Linked DNA regions of Mustela erminea: region 1 is linked to region 2. The links are chromatin contacts, called in public Hi-C maps. All regions are on one chromosome and are shown on one strand. Each heading gives the region's core, a stretch centred on a gene start, on an enhancer-like site or on the middle of the called end of the contact. The rest is flanking DNA. Distances are from core to core; before and after follow the strand shown. Region 1 holds the start of LOC116592330 (nucleolar and coiled-body phosphoprotein 1-like). Region 2 holds the start of EP300 (histone acetyltransferase p300).

What was found. A called contact is a pair of places that touch in the nucleus more often than the background predicts.
Region 1: a contact with region 2 is called in a Hi-C map of spleen, with 3 times the contacts expected there. The contact joins the promoter of LOC116592330 here to the promoter of EP300 in region 2. A contact is called at or near these places in 2 of 3 Hi-C or Micro-C datasets (fibroblasts and spleen).

What each region holds. Positions count from the first base shown.
Region 1 is chr6:7,613,475-7,618,029 of mMusErm1.Pri, forward strand. LOC116592330 (nucleolar and coiled-body phosphoprotein 1-like) reads right to left here and starts at 2,227. Exons shown (of 2, transcript XM_032345584.1): 1 at 1,737-2,227; 2 at 1,143-1,301. The coding sequence starts at 2,124. The coding sequence ends at 1,297. LOC116594588 (a small nuclear RNA gene) reads left to right here and starts at 3,130; the gene lies at 3,130-3,235.
Region 2 is chr6:7,473,221-7,478,277 of mMusErm1.Pri, forward strand. It overlaps EP300 (histone acetyltransferase p300), which reads right to left and starts at 2,463. Exons shown (of 31, transcript XM_032346158.1): 1 at 1,131-2,463. The coding sequence starts at 1,224.

The DNA of each region.
Region 1 (4,555 bases), core at 977-3,476, 140 kb after region 2:
CTAAAATCTGCTTTGGTCAGTGTGGGTGAGCTTGCATTTTCCAGGATTTGTCTAAATAGAACCATACAGTATGTATGTACTCTTGCTATGGTCTGATTTCTTTCAGGTGACAAAATCATCTTTTTAAAAAAATTATACATAGGGGCACCTGGGTGGCTCAGTTGGTTAAGCCTCTGCCTTTGGCCCGGGGTCATAATCTCAAGGTCCTGGATGGAGCCCCACATCCAGCTCTCTGCTCAGCAGGGAGCCTGCTTCCCCCTCTCTACCTGCTGCTGCTCTGCCTACTTGTGATCTCTCTCTCTGTCAAATAAATAAAAAATTAAAGAAATTATACATATATTTTATTTTTTTTAAAGATTTATTTGACAGAGATCACAAGTAGGCAGAGAAGCAGGCAGAGAGAGAGGAAGCAGGCTCCTTGCTGAGCAGAGAGCCCGATGTGGGGCTCGATCCCAGGATCCTGAGATGATGACCTGAACTGAAGGCAGAGGCTTTAACCCACTGAGCCACCCAGGCGCCCCAATACATATATTTTAAAGATTTTAGTTATTTATCTGAGAGAGGGAGAGAGCATGGGTTGGGGGGGAGGGGCAAAGGGTGAGCAGACGCCCCACTGAGCAGGGAGCCCACTGTGAGGCTCTATTCTAGGACCTTGGGATCTTGACCTGAGCAGAAGGCAGACATTTAACCCACTGAGCCACCCAGGTGCTCAGGCAGCATAATTGTCTTGAGATTTACCCAGGCTGTAGTGCTGGTCAATAGTTCTTCCACTTTTACCACTGAGTTATATGGCTGTATGTTTACATGTTAGTCCATTCACCTGTCTAGGGACATTGTGATGGACTGTTTCCAATTTGGGGCTATTATAAATAAAGCTGCTATGAATATTCCTGGAAGAAAAAAAAATACCTCGTTTTTTTCAGTATGACCTTTTGCCAAGCTGACTTTTATAAGGTGTGTTGCATCAGTTAGCAACTTGATGTAAAATGATAAAATAGCAGAAAAGCTGTCAATTACTACAAGTTAAATTTTAGTTAGAATGCTATTTAACTTTGTTATCTTCTGTATCAGGAGATCTTCCGATTTATACTCTGGTCTCCCCTGTTAAAAAAAAGAAAGAAAAGACGTGGATTTTATTGGGAGAGGGTTTATACACTGTAACTTTATTATTTGTGCACTCATAAAATGACAAAATCCGTTGGCCTTCTGATAACGTTCCTCGCCCTCTCCCTGCTGTTTCAAGTCTTGGGTTGGGGGCAAGGCTCACCTAGAAGTCATGATCAGCGGGTTTCTGGTTCAGCCTGTGGGACGCACAGGTGGGAAGTGGGGGACAGGAGGGGGAAGGGTAGAAGGGACAGGAGGGGTGAGGAGGGGAAGAGAGGGGGAGGAGAAGGGAGCGGAACCACGGAGAGAAGGGGTAGGGTAGGGGGAAGGGAGGGGTAGAGAGGAGAGAAGGGGTGGGGCAGATGGAAGGGAGGGGTTAAAGGGAGAGGAGGGGTGGGGCGAGGGGGGAAGGGCGGGGTAGAAGGGAGAGGACGGGAGGAGGAGTGGAGGGAGGAGGGGGGGAGGAGTGGAGGGAGGAGGGGGAGGGGAGTGGAGGGAGGAGGGGGAGGGGAGGAGTGGAGGAGTGGAGGGAGGAGGGGAGGAGGGTGTGGGGAGGTGTGGAGGCAGGGAAAGGGGTACGGGAGGGATCGCAGGGTACGGGAGGGATGGGGGAGCAGGGAGGGGAGGATGACCTCGAGGGAGGGCGGGTGTTTCCTTCCTCTCCCCTTCGCACCCCGCGCCGTCCGTGCGGTCGCCCCCCGCCAGCGGGCAGGCCTTGGCTGGCGCCGCTTCCGAGCTGACCCGAGCTCCGGGAGGTGAGAGGCGCCGGCCGGGGCTCCGCCGCCGTCTCGGGTCTGTCGGATTTCGGGCCCCGGATCCCGCTCTCCTGCGCTTCCAGCCCCGGTGCGGCCAGTTCCTCGCCTCCTTGCGCGTCTCCTGTGCGGCCTGCGGAGCGACTTCCGTCTTCCCGACGGGCTCCCGCGGGCTCCCGCTGCCCCTCGGACTTCGGGGGCTCCGTGTGACCGCGGCTCTCGGCTCCCGGACGGTCTCAGAGCCGGAGATACTAGCGCGGGGCCGCATCCTCGGTCGGACTGCCGACGTGCGGCGACAGAGGGTGACACACTAGCCCCGTCCAGGGAGGTCGCGTGAGCTGGCGAGAGGCGGCGGGCGAGGCGCCGTCGGTGCGGAGGAGGCGGGAGCGCGGGGGCGCGCGGGCGTCACGGGGAAGGCGGAGGGCGAGGGGAGCGCGCGAGCGAGAGCGCGCGCGAGGAGGGGCTGTTTTCCTGGAAAATGGAGGGGCACCTAGGGCGCCCATTGTGAGGAGGGGAAGGTCCTGAAACGGTGAACAGAGTGGAGGTGGTTTGGGTTGCGCTGTGCGAGTCAGCCCGCCGCCCAGAAAAGCATCGGACCCTGGAGCGGGGACCCCGGCCGCCCTCACCCGCTGCGCGGCCCAAGGCAGGGGGCTGCCGCTGTGAGGGGCTCGGACGGAGTCACCCACAGCCTGTTCACCGCCGCCGCTCGGAGCCCGTGAGGGCGCGGCCGCCCGGGCTTCGCTGGCTCCGCGCGGCGCGGCGGCGTGACACGCTCTGAGGCCGGCGCTGCCGATGTGCGGCGCTGGCCGGCGGGTTCCCCGTACGCGTCTCTTCGCCCCCAGTAGCCCTGCTCTTTCAGCCACTTGTGACACAGTTTCCTGGTAACTCTCACCCGGGTATATCGTTTTTAAAAAAAACAGGTAACTCAGGACACCTGGGTGGCTCAGTTGGTTAAGCCACTGCCTTCCGCGGAGGTCATGGTCCCGGAGTCCTGGGATCGAGTCCCGGCTTCGGGCTCCGGGCTCTGCGGGGAGTCTGCGTCTCCCTGTGACCCCCCCCCCGCCCCCCGCCACTTCATGCTTTCTCTTTCTCTCTCTCAAATGAATAAATAAAATCTTAGAAAAAAAAAGATTAAAAAAATAGGTACCTCCAAGTACACGTGACATCTCAGACTAGTCTGATTATGGCACAGACCGGGAGATTACAAACTTCTGTTATTGGGTGATGCCGATTTAGCATTTTATTAATTCTTATTTTAATTATTTCCATACTGGTGCTCCTTTCAGCGGCACATATACCAAACTGGAATGGTACAGAGAAGACTGGCATGGGCCCTGCGCAAGGACGACATGCAAATTCAGGAAGCATTTAATTTTCTTTTTTTAAGATTTTATTTATTTATTTGACAGACAGAGATCACAAGTAGGCAGAGAGGCAGGCAGAGAGAGAGGAGGGAGCAGGCCTCCCCGAGGAGCGGAGAGACCGATGCGGGGCTTGATCCAGGACCCTGGGATCATGAGCTGAGCTGAAGGCAGAGGCTTCAACCCACTGAGCCACCCAGGCGCTCCCAGGAAGCATTTAATTACTTAAATACTCAGTCTGCCTTTAGTTCTTGTCTTTCCCTTGCTCATATGCTAATATAATCATTTTTCTAGTAAAAAAAAATTTTTTATGTGCAGCTAAATGGACAATTTACCATTTTAAACATCTTTCAAGTGTACGGTTCAGTGACTTTCCGTGTATTCCGTCTTCAGAACTTTGTCATCTTCCCTTACCAGACTGTCCCCATTAGACAATACCTCCCCACTCCTCCGCTCCCTCAAGACGCTGGCAACCATGATTCTACTTGCTGTGTCTATGAATTTGACTACTCTAGGTACTGCATATAAGCGGAATTAGTATTAGTCCTTTTTTTTTTTTTAAGATTTTATGTTTTTAACTTAATTTCTACACTCAGTGTGGGGCTCGAACTCATAACCCTGACATCAAGAGTCCCATGCTTCACACTGAGCCAGCCAGATGCCCCAATATTGTTTTTTTTTTTAATCTGGCTTGTTTCACATAGCACAGTGTTTTAAAGGTTCATCCATGCTGGAGCATGTATGTTACATTTTTTAAAAGTTGAATAGCATTCCATTGTACGTATATATCACATTTGGTTTATCCATTCATCCACTGATGGACATTTCGTCGTTGCCATCATTTGGCTGTTGTGAATAATGCTGCTGTGAATGTGGGTATATAAATATTGTTTCAGTCCCTGCTTTCAGTTCTTTTGAGTACTTACTTGGAAGTGGAATTGCTGGATCAAATGATACCTCTGTTTAATTTTTGGAGGAACCACCATATTCTATTTTTGTCAAGAGCATACTTTTTCAGGCTGCTGCAGGTGGACTGTATGCCTGTTGTATTTCATGCAGTGTCAAGTACAATTTACTCTGCATCGTGATCCCTACTGTAAAGCAGAATCATTCACACATAATGTAAAGTCCACTGCCCAGAGTATAATTAGCGCAGGGGTTGGCTATAGGTTATTAGAGATTTTTTATTTTTATTTATTTTAATTACATCCATCGTGGGGCTCAAACTCACGATTCCGAGATCAAGAGTTGCATGCTCTACAGACGGAGCCAGCCAGGCCTTTTTAGAGACTTAGTCTGTGTAACATGTAGATGGCAAAGCCAAATACTGAGCAATGA
Region 2 (5,057 bases), core at 1,213-3,712:
TCCCTCTTCATTATCCTGGCACCTCAAACAACTACGAGAGCAAAAGAGAAGGTCGGTGGCCATCAGGACAGCACCAAACTAATTATAAGGAGGGAATGATGGAGGGAAGTCTCCCTGAATTTCCCTTGACAAAAGGGTTGGTCCACAACTGAGTGAAGTTAAGAATGGCTGAGCTTTTTTAAGCTCAACTATGGATCCCCAAGTATGTTTAAAACATAAAAAAGCAAAACCACACAAATACAGAACCTAATGCACATTTGAAACTTTTGTACGATCAGTTTACGTTTGCAGTTCATGACTGGGACCCTTACAACTCCTAATTTTGATTTCCAAGTACATAACTTCACACAATTGGTTATCTCCACTGCCCCCCCGCCGAAAGTGAGTACAAACAGCAAAGAAAATGCCTCTGCTCTCCCCCAACCTAAAACCCCAGAGTTTCAGACATTTTAGTTTCACACCAAAGAAATGGAAGATGTAAAATGAACTGCGCTCCATATTGATTCTTAAGGCAAATAAAAAAGGGGGGGAGGCTAGGAATGGGAGGTAAAATAATTCGAACCAAATTTCAGGTTTGACGTTAAACCTAACGTCAAACCTGAAATCTTGGGTCACACATACACACAAATAAAATCGAGATTTTTTTTAATACTCTCATCCTCAACGGAAAAACCTGTTCAAAAAAGAGAAAACCTTGAAAAGGAAGAGTGGAAAGTAGAGAAAACAGTAAGTGCAATAGAGGAGAAAGGATTCGCAATTCCTCATTTCTCAACAACAAAAAATTCAAAGCAAAATTGCATTAAAAAAGCCCTTACACACAAATGCACTGGCATTTCAAAAATTAAACTGCATGGGAGCAACAATAAAGGCTATTTCCATAGCACCACTCAAGAGCTCTAATTCCAGAACACACATCTATATGACATAGTGTTGCAACCAATGTATTAGGAAGCAAAGAAAATGGTTGGGCTACTGGACGTCTTCGACCAGCTCATTCAAACACCTTTGAAATTAATGAAGAAGCAGAGAACTAAGAAAGAAAGAAAAAGGAAGAAAATATGGAAGAAGAAGGGTGCACGGAGCAAAAAAGATTAAGGGGGATGTGGAAGGCCAGGGCTCCCGGGACTAACCTGTGCCATCGCTGGCCGACGCCGAGAGGGCCGGAGATGAGAGTTTAGGCCGCTTGGCTGAAGGCGGCCCCGGTTCCACCACATTCTCGGCCATTTTTAATTCTTTCGGAGATACAAGCGAGGAAAACGAGAATCCTCGGGAAATCTCTTCTTGGGCCAGGGCTCCCCGCCCCGTTCCCTGGGGTGGGCTCGGGGGGCTCCGCCGGCCCCCGAAAGGGGTGGGGGAAGTTCCTTTTTCTCTTCGCTGGGTCGCGGTGGCTGGAGAGGGATGCCGACTCGATAAAGGTAGGGGCAAGTGCGAGGGGCCGGGCCTGGGCCCAGGCCCGGAGGAGGGCACAGGAACACAAATCCGCCGAGCGCGTCCGCTGCGGCGAATTCCCGAGAACTCGCGGCTCTAGAGGCGCAGTCCCCGGCCCGCCACGGCCGGCCCCTGCCCAGCCGAGGTCTCTCGGAGCTCCGCCGCCGCCATCAGCCTCTTCCTCCTCGGCGCTGTCCTCCTCCTTCTCATCGCCACAAGGAGGCGGGGGCGAAAAGGGGGGAGAGGAGGAGGCGACGAGAGACACTCACCTCCTCCCGGTGCCCCCTCCCGGACCTGCGCCCCCACCCTCCGAGCCCTCCTCCTGCCGCCGCGCTCCGCGCCGCCGCCGCACCGGCCCCTAATGGCCGCAGAGAGCTCGCCCGAGCCGAGAGCCAGGCTGGCGCCGCCGCCTCACATCGCGCGGCGGGCGGCGGAGGCGCGGCGAGGACGCCGGGCGCGGAGCTCGCCGGTCCAGAGGGCCGAGGGGGCCGGGCCGAGCAGCGCCGCCCGCCCGCGCCGACGCCGAGCCCACCGAGGAGGCCCCGCTCCGGCGGGCGGCGCAGGCGGCCTCTCCTCGCGCCGCGCTCTCCTCCTTCGCCCTCCTCTCCCGCGGCACAGAAATAAATACGGCCGCCGCTACGGCCCCCACCCCCGGCGGCCAGGTGCCGGGAGCGCCCGCCCCCCGGGGCTCGGCTCGGGGCCGCCCTCGGCGGCGGGCGAAGGCGCCGCGGGGCGCGGGGTTATGTAATGGTCCCCCCTAGGCGTCGACGCCGGCCCGGCTGCCGGGCCGCGGTGGGGGTGTGTGCGGACGGGAGGGGGCTGGGGTCGCCTCAGCCCGTGCGCCCCGGGCCCCCTGCCACTGTCTCGGCCCCTGCCGCCTCTCTTCGGCCCGGCTCGCCTCCGCACTCTGGCTCCCGCAGTTCGCACTCAGCCCGGCGTCCCGCTTGCCCACTCTCGCCCGCTCCCTCTCGCCCTCTCTCCCCCCCAGCCTAGCACACAAACAAGATGGCGGCTGTTGTTTCTTCCCTCTGCCGAATCCTCCTTACAGGCTAGCGGTAGCAGCGGCGGCCGGAAATGAGCCAAGGGGGGGTGAAAAAAAGGGGAGGGGTTGGGCCTCCGGAGGGAGGTGGCGAGGGGGCGGGGCCTGGGCCCGAGCCGCTCACACAATGGGGGAAGAGGACCCGGGGGCGGGGCCAGTTCCAATCACGGGATCCGCCCAAGGCCCCAACACGGTTGGCGCTTCCGCAAACTCCCCCGGCGTCACCCGGTGGCTCCCTTTAAAGGGGAGGACTTGGCGGCAAGGGGGGGGGCTCGGGGGCCGACTCGGGATCTATTTTCAGTCGGTGGACACTTGCGGGGGAAGGTGCCTGGGTTGGGTCTCTGCGTAGGGGACCGGTGGGAACGGGGAGTGACGGAGCCCGGGAGCTGCACTGGGGAAGGCGCCAGGTCACGGCGCAGGTGGCCGAATAGGAGCGCCGTGGGGATGGCCCTGCGTCCCGGGTCCTTGGGCGGCCAGTCTTCCGAACCCCAGTGGATTCAACCAGGCAGGGGGTACCCCGTCGTCGGCCAGTGTTTCTGGTGAGAGACCCAGTGCGTCCTCTCTCCTCCATCTCTCTCCCAGAGGGAACGGTTCACATCCAAAAATTCACACTGATTATGAGTTGTTTCCCTTTTCTCCAAATTTTACACTTTGTTTTACAATAAGCCTATATTATTTTGATAATCAGGAAACAAAAATCACAGTGGTGGGAAGACGCTGTAGGACCAGACCTAAATTCGCTTCTAGCCCACCACGTGTCCGCTTGCCCCTACCAGGTACCTCTTTCACCAAGGGAGACGAATTATTTTTCTGAATACAGCTGAGATCTGAGGACATTTTATGCTGGTACTTTTCCCCCACCCCCAGTAGGCTAGTTCAATAAAAGAGGTACGTTTAGGTAGTGCCTTAAAGATAATGCAGATACGGAAAAGGGCAAAAACGTAATGTGCTAAAGATAATCTAAGCTTGGACAAAAGCAAAATGTAACTAGGGAGGAAAATTCTTGAATATAAATAAAGTGTGTGCAAAACATAGTTTTGCAGAGGAGGGCCTTGCCAGCATGCTTTCACATTCCTACACATTATGGGATTCCGCTGTGTTTGGCCTTGGGTAAATTGGTACTTGAGGAGGTGGCAAGGTTGTTAGTGTTCCCCAAGGAAACCCCCAAACCAGTATCTATGGAGATAGTTAAAAGCTTTTTCACATATTTCAAATCTCATTGCTCCTTAGTTGGTGTGTGCTTATTGTTGAATTCACGTTGGTGGTGGTGGTGGTTTGCTCTTTAAAGTGAATGGGGGGAGTAAGAAGCTAGCAGAGATGATATCCGTGGAGCAACTCAGATTACCAACAAGGATGAGTTCTGTCCTGTGAAGTTCAGGCCTAATTCACCACAATCAAAGTAGAAAAGCAGGTAAATTGAAAAGGTGCTTTAAGAAAGTTGGTTTTGGATGGATTCAGCATGTGCGACTAAGGTCAAAATGGGCCTGCAGGAATGATTCAATTATTTCTGATAGTTTATACCCACCTTTGCAGTAAAGAGGACATAGGAAAGAGATGTGGACAACACCTGGAAACCTGACTGGTAGTTTTCTTCTGGAAGGTTGCTCACCCAACTTTTTGAAGAGTTTCTGACCTTCGGAAAAAGATTTGCCTCGTTTTGCCAAGGATTCAACCTGAATTTAAGCAGCATTCAAACATAACTGGCCTGCCTGGCCAAAAGTACCTTAGGACTAGGTAAAGGAAGCCTATCCAAGAAGATCTGAGGACCATCTCATGAGAAAATTCTGCAAAAAGGAGAATCAGGAGCCATGGACCTGCCCAGAGGGAAGGCTCCACAGTAAACAGAGTTCTCAGCCTCCTGCTCCTTCCCGGGATTTGTGCCTCGGGGTGTTCACCCAGGACCTGGAGTCAGCAGCATTGAAGAGGGCTGGAGAAATGAGCGAGGGTCCCACGAATGCAATCAAGATGAGACTTCAGTGGCTCCTGGGTTGGCCAGTTGTTAAGCATCTGCCCGGCCTTGGGCTCCCTGCTCGATGGGACTCCTGCTTCTCCCTCTCCCGCTTCCCCTGCTTGTGTTCCCTCTCTCGCTGACTTTCTGTCAAATAAAATCTTAAAAAAAAAAAGGGGGGGTGCGCCTGGGTGGCTCATTGGGTTAAGCCTCTGCCTTTGGCTCAGGTTATGATCTCAGGGTCCTGGGATTGAGCCCCACGTAGGGCGCTCTGCTTGGCAGGGAGCCTGCTCTTCGCCTCCCCCGCCCCTGCCTGCCTCTCTGCCGACTTGTGATCTCTCTCTCTGTCAAATAAATAAATAAAATCTTTTTTAAAAAATGAGACTTCAGATAGTTTCAAAAAAGCAAAATGGAATGATCACTCTGGATTATATATACCTTAACCAAATGAAAATTTGCACCAGTTGTGCAGTGCTATGTGTGGATTAAGGGTGTGCACGAAGAAGGAATTGTCAGTCACAAACTGGTAGGTGCGAGGGGGTAGGAGAGGGAGCCACAGAAGAGAGCAGAGACTGGCAGGTAAGAACATGGGCACTGAAGGCTACCAGGCCTGGGGTTAAATTCTGGCTGTCACTTACCAGC